Regions from separate parts of the Mus musculus genome. Here region 1 is linked to region 2. The links are chromatin contacts, called in public HiCAR-type maps. All regions are on one chromosome and are shown on one strand. The core of a region is the stretch at or near the end of the contact, and the rest is flanking DNA. Distances in the headings are between cores, read along the strand shown.

Region 1 (3,264 bases), core at 677-3,176, 170 kb before region 2:
TCCACACAGGGTCTATCACTGAACCAGGAGCTCACCGGTTCAGCTAGACTGGCTGGTTCCCAGTATCTGCCTTCCTTTCTCTGCTCCCGCTCCCCCAGCCCCCTCTCCAACACTGGAGTTACAGGCATTCGAAGGAAGCCATGCTTTTGTTACATGCACTCTGAGGGTTTGAATCCAGGTCCTCCTGTCTTCACAGTCAGAACTGACAGGAACTGAGCCATCTCTCAGCCCATGGCGACACTACATTAGCTCACCATGAACTAACTTGCTCGTTCATTCCTAATGCTGAACACCACTAATCTGAAAGGCCACATGCTTGTGAGTTTCAGACTGTAAAGCACTTTGGACGGCAAGTTTCTGGATGAAAGTATTCAACTAGGAATGGCTGTGCACACACTCCAAATTCTAACCTGAAACAGCTAAGGTCCCACAGGTTCCAGATCAGGCGTGCTCAGGCTGCATTTGTTCTCCACCCACTAGCAAAAACATACTTGGTACCTAAGAGGAGGACACACCTCTTGAAAATTCAGTTGACTTTAATTGTTTAAAAATCAAGCACGGACTGGAGCGATGGCTCAGTGGTTAAGAGCACTGACTGTCCTTCCAGACAACCTGAGTTCAATGAATTCACAGCCATCTGTAAGGGGATCTGATGTCCTCTTCTGGTGTGTCTGAAGACAGCAATAGTGTATTCATATAAATAAAGAAATAAGTAAGTAAGTAAGTAAGTAAATAAATAAATAAATAAATGTTTTTAAAATTGAGCACATTATACTGACCTGGCAGCAAATACCCTATAATCATAGTTCTCAAGAAGCTGAGACAGGAGGATTGTAAGTTAAGTGCTAACTGATTCCTGCAAGGTCTCTGATCTCCACATACACACTAGATGAATAAATGAGTATAAAAATAAAATCTAGGAATATTCATTTAGATAACTAATAAGAGGAAAATGAAAATAAAATAATCCTAAAGAAACCCATTGCCAAATCACTATCAATAGGGTAAAGCATTGGAAGGGACCTGGGTGGGTCCGGGTGTGCTGTTAAGAGATCACCCTGTGCAACAAACCTAAAGCAAGAGGTTTGGGGGTGGGGTAGCAAAAACAGTCTCAGAGTGGGGACATGAGACAGACAGACTGAGAGACAGTTAAAACGAGAGGGACAAAATGAGAGAGAGAAAGAGAGAGAGAGGGAGAGAGAGAGAGAACACACACACACCGTGATGTTGACAGATGCCCTTTAAAGGGTCTGTGTTGCATAGCAACTCTTAGCGGTGGTGGGAACTCTTAGCTATGGTCGAAATGCACAGCACTGGATGCTGACGTAAGTAAACTACAGGTGCTGAGTCGCTGAGAAGCAGGCTGATAGTGTCTGACAGACGGCAGTTGTATTTTATACTGGAACAAAATTTGAATTTCCTTATTTCCTCTATTTAAGAGGTGTCACCAAGATTCTGGACACTTATAAAACAAATAACAAGTCACTTTTGTAAAGACTTGAGAGCCTGCTAGATCGCCCAGTCCCACTCCCTGGACAGAGGAGGTGGCCCAGCTTCTCCCAAGCTAAGCAGAGGCTAGCTGACTCCTACGGAAAGAGGCTTTAAGCCTGCTTTTATCCTGAGAGGACTTACACGGAGTGAAATTAACTTTTACTTAGTAGAACCATCCTTCCAACACATTGGACCAAGAAAGAGCTTTTTTTTCTTCTTCTGTACCAAAATAAGAGTCAGTAGAGTCGTACGTACGTCATCAGGAGACCGGCCGCAGCAGTGACAGCTGGCTTCTCTGCCTCCGCGTTTGCTAACAAGCATTTTAATTATCTGCTTCACTAACATACGGCACAAACCACGTAAAGACCATCAGGGTGACTGCGCAGAACGTGTAAGTTTAAAGCTGGACTCCCGAGCATCATTTTCTAAACCTTGACTGTGTTTCTGTCCCTTGCAGAGCAACGGGCTTCGGCTTCTTGAACGCCCTCTGTAAAGCGGCGGCCGTCCTGGGAAACTTAATCTTCGGCTCCTTGGTCAGCATCACCAAAGCCATCCCCATCCTGCTGGCTTCCACTGTGCTCGTGTGTGGAGGACTCGTGGGGCTGCGCCTGCCCGACACACGAACCCAGGTTCTGATGTGACGTGACAAAAGCCATTCCCTTCCTCCCACCGTGGGTCGGTCGTATTGCCTGACTCAAAGCTTCAGAGTTTTAATGTATAGAAAGGTGGCCAAGTATCAGAACACAAACTTTTGCTGTGATGTAACGTGTAGCTGCGTATTGTCTTACCCCGCCAGTGTGATTTGCAGGGTTTCCCGCCCCCCCTCCCCCCGTGCACTGTTAGCTTTTCCTAACTGTGATGTTCCTGCTTCTCAGTGCCCAGTGGAAGTGTTCCTAAAATGTCTCAGTTGACCAGGCTTCCCCAAGGACTACATTCACCAAGAATCTAAAAAGTCTGTGCTGGTGTAAGAAATAGACCCTGCTGGCGACGCTCTACTAACAGGAAGTTTAAATTGGCATAATTTTGTGCTGAGGAAAGGGATTTCTTTTTCTTCTTTTTTCTTTCTCTCTTTCTTTCTCTCTCTTTCTTTCTTTCTTTCTTTCTTTCTTTCTTTCTTTCTTTCTTTCTTTCTTTCTTTCTTTCTTTCTTTCTTTCTTTCTTTCTTTCTTTCTTTCTTTCTTTCTTTTTCTCATACCGAGTGATACTTCCTGTTTTCTTAGAAAAAAGACAGCCTGCCAGCCACTCTAGCTGTTACAGCAGGGGGTTTCAAGACAATTGTGTGACACCAAGCACTTCTGGGCGGGGCTCTTTTGGGCAGGATGATTAGGGTGGTTTTGTTAACAAGAAAAGTTTAAAGTCTATCCCCACTTGGCAACGAAACCCTACCTGAGCAGCACAAGGCAGATTTTTAGATAGAAATTGGAATTCACAACCAAAGCCATTTGGGAAACACAGACGGGAGCCTCTCTTGTACGGTCCCTTGCGGGTCAACACCACCCACCCTCCTTTGATCAACTGTCCACTGTTACATTTTTAGCCCAAATCTCCACATCAGGTCATGTCCCTCCAGTGTCCCCAGGCTGTGGGCTCCTAGCCTTGTCTCTGGACAGTTTTTGAGCCTGCCTGCTCTCCCCAGCAACCCTCCGGCAGGCAGGACAGCATTTCCTGGTGGGTGAATATCTGTTTTACCTCTGGAATCTTCCTGAGCATGGAAGGAGGGAGGGGTCAGCAGGACGTTCCCACGGGCCAGCTGTCAGCTAAAGGACCTTCGAG
Region 2 (3,212 bases), core at 181-2,680:
TGACAGGAGCTTGTCTAACCTTTTTCTGGGATGACCACCTCCTGGCTGTCTTGCACTTCGATTCACTGGATGTCTGCAGGTGTTCCATGTGTGTTTGTCTGCGTGGTTCCGGCAGATGTGTGGTTGCAGCCAGGAGAGCTTGTTGGTGCATTTCCTCTGTGGCAGATCTTTCCATGTGCACGCCCTGTAGGGGTCTGAAACACTTTGCTCATTTTTAAAGAAAGCCTAGATTCTCTGTTGTTGACCTTTGTGGTTCTCCAAATCTTTAAATATGGGTCCTTTGTTGGGAGTAAATGTCTTGAGTTTTTGGTGAAGTCCAGTTTGTCAACTATCTCCCCCCCCCCCTTTATGGCTTGGATTTTGTTGTCATATCTAAAATCTATTTGCCTGGTCCGAGGTCTGGAGATTCCATGTCAATCTCTAACAGCTTTGGTAGCCTTATGCTTCACTCTGATACCAGCTTGAGTTACTTTATTTTGATTTTATTTTGGAGACCGAGGTTTGCTATGTAGCCCTGGCTGGACTTGAACTCCTAATTCTCCTGCCTCAGCTTCCCAAGCACTAGGATTACAGGGGTGCGCTGTCACAGCTGGCGAGTTATCGCACAGCTGGCGAGTTATTTTTTTGGATATAACTTAAGGCAGCACCTGAGGTTCGTTGGTTTCACGCGTGGACTTTTAACTGTGCCAGCACATGGTTGGAAAGGCTGGCCTTTCTTCCCGGAGTTGTTTTAATATCTTTGCAAAAACTCAGTTGACTGTGTCTGGACTCTATCCCTTCTGGTTGATCTGGGTTTCTCACCAATGCTATGCTAAGTCGTAAAATTAAGTGATATGCTCATTAACTTAAAAAAAAATCTTTTCTGTTGGTTTGTCTTTCTATGATGTCTTCTGTACCCTCTAAAGAATTCCACTAAGAGTTTGACTGCTATCAGGTTAAATCCACGGGTCAATTGGAAGGGAACTGATGTCTTAACTGCTGAATCTCACAGTTCATAAACTGGTGGCTCTGTCGTTGACCTCAGCTGTCTGGGAACGAGCATTTTTTATTTCCTAACAAAAATGTTTGTGAAGAACTAATATGAGGTCTTCTTTTCTTCTCACCTTTCACTGTGTCAGCGTTACTAAGAAAGTCACACATTTCCTGTCTGGGACCTTAGTGACCATGTAATAGCACTTCCATTGATCAAGGCCAGCTCCCCATAAAACACAATTCACATCACTGTTTCTGATCTTCCTCCTCCTTATTTACAGCTACGGAGTCTGTGTTTGGTGAAAGGCAGGCAAAATCTAATTTGTAACGGCTAGAACTCGTTGTCCACTTAAACAATAGAGAACTGAGTCACAAATTCTGTCTTCATAAAACTCCTCCATACTTTGGAAAATGACTCATTTTTAGGCAGCGTCTGCTGTCACTGCTTGCCAGGAAGTGATCTAACTTGGATAAGTTTGAAGGTTTGTAGAAGTTGTGCAGCCCCTGTAGAGAGGCATTCTGAGCTGGCATCCATTGTGTGCTCGTGTGTATGTGTGTGTGTGTGTGCGCGCACCAGGCATGTCGGTCCATCAGCACACATCACTGTAGCATTTTGGAATGTTCTAGTTCCGTTGGTCTCAAATGTTAGCTGCTTTAAAAATCCCCTGGAAAACATAGGCTTCTGTGGACTATTCCCAGAACGTACGATTCCTTAGGTCTGAGATGGGTCTACAACTTCCTATTTCTAGCAGTCCAAAGAGGTTGCTGGTTGGAGGTTACTTGAAGGCTCTCTCTTATAAGGTCTCTGTTCATGCCCTGATAAGAATCAATAATCTTAAAGTCCGTAGTCTTTCTAAAACTTTCTGTGTTTACAGTGAACCATCCATGCAGGTAATGAGGTAGTGTGGATTTGTTCTCAGGTTCCCACAGGCAAGCAGGAGCCCTCCTCTAGGGAACCCCACTCATCATCCAAGCAAATGGAGGAAAGGAAGCTAGGTCACATTGCTTTCTGCAACCTTCTCGCATGTAACTGGGATGGAGCAGGACCTTGGACATTCAGTAGCTTATTATTCTTATAAATCTGAGTCTCTTTTAACTCAAGAAGGTCCAAGATGCTTGAATTTCTTTAATGTGTGTGCGCTCAATTTTACAGAGCGAAAGATGACCTAACCTGGATGCAGGAAGCATTCAACCCTGAAAAGGGATCTGTGGTGTGGCTGTATAGGACTTGTTCTCAAATGCTTACCACTGGTAAAGCTGCCTCCTGCACAGCCTGCCAGCCTGAGTTTGACCTTTTTAACCCACAAGGTCAAAGGAGAGAACTGCCTTCTCCAAGTTGTCCCCTGACCTCTATCTGTATCCCATGGCACATATGAGGTGAGGTGTGCGTGTGTGTGTGTGTGTGTGTGTGTGTGTGTGTGTGTGTACACGTGTGCATGTGTGTGTGCGCACGTGCGCATGTGTGTGTGTGCACAGGTGACTGTGGAAGCCAGAAGAAGGTGTCTGAATTCCTGTAGCTAGAGTTACAGGCAGTTGTGAGCTGTCTGGGATGGATGCTGGGAACCAAATTAGGGTCCTCTAGAAGAACAGCAAGTGCTCCTAACTGTTAACCCATCTCCCTACCTCTTAATGAATCAATTTTTAAAATGTAGCAAAAATAAAACTCTTACACTGACCGAAAGATATATTCCTATGTGTCTTGAAGGAGCAGAAATTGCAGGGTAGGGTGAAAAGGTTAATAGTCAAGTAAATTTATGTTCTGTGTGCTGTGGATAGGCACTCAATAACCAATTCAGAAGATTCAGTTACTTGACCAATGAATCTGTTTACCTGGTGTCTTAGTTAGAGTTTCCATTGTTATGAAGAAACACCATGACCAAGACAATTCCTATAAAGGACAGCATTTAACTGGGGCTGGCTTGCAGGTTCAGAGGTTCAGTCCATTATCATCAAGATAGGTGCATGTCAACATCCAGGAAGACACGGTGTTGGAGAAGGAGTTGAGAGTTCTACATCTTGATCTGCAGGCAGTCCAGGAGAAGACTGTCTTCCAGGCAATTAGGAGGAGGGTCTCAAAACCCATCCTCATAGTGACACACTTCCTCCAATAAGGCCACAGCTATCCCAACAAGGCCTGGCAATCTGGGCCAAGCATATTCCAACCAACACACCTGGGAAACAGAGTAGTTTGGAAATTATCATCTTCATCTTGTCTCTCTGTATCCATCTGTCGCCAACCT

The links. HiCAR-type assays count read pairs that join an accessible place to other places.
Region 1: a contact with region 2 is called in a HiCAR-type map of fibro-adipogenic progenitors, with 4 times the contacts expected there. The contact joins two enhancer-like sites. A contact is called at or near these places in 24 of 484 Hi-C or Micro-C datasets (B cells, B-cell progenitors, CD8 T cells and 17 more), 6 of 115 datasets of contacts at active chromatin or transcription factors (the HPC-7 cell line, SST interneurons, bone marrow-derived macrophages and 3 more) and 1 of 9 other capture datasets (embryonic stem cells).

Annotation. Positions count from the first base shown.
Region 1 is chr13:95,960,148-95,963,411 of GRCm38.p6, reverse strand. It overlaps Sv2c (synaptic vesicle glycoprotein 2c), which reads left to right. Exons shown (of 13, transcript NM_029210.1): 13 at 1,949-3,264. The coding sequence ends at 2,132. Among named protein-coding and RNA genes, the nearest start is that of Gm24032, 65 kb to the right of the region's middle. Within about 2 kb of position 1,926, at least 126 of the 459 cell types and tissues checked have an H3K27ac peak or open chromatin away from gene starts, as enhancers often do. A contact at or near this core is called in fibro-adipogenic progenitors and muscle stem cells, where this site is marked.
Region 2 is chr13:95,792,724-95,795,935 of GRCm38.p6, reverse strand. The region is part of intron 2 of Iqgap2 (IQ motif containing GTPase activating protein 2); the gene reads left to right. Among named protein-coding and RNA genes, the nearest start is that of Gm32702, 30 kb to the right of the region's middle. Within about 2 kb of position 1,430, at least 22 of the 459 cell types and tissues checked have an H3K27ac peak or open chromatin away from gene starts, as enhancers often do. A contact at or near this core is called in fibro-adipogenic progenitors and muscle stem cells, where this site is marked.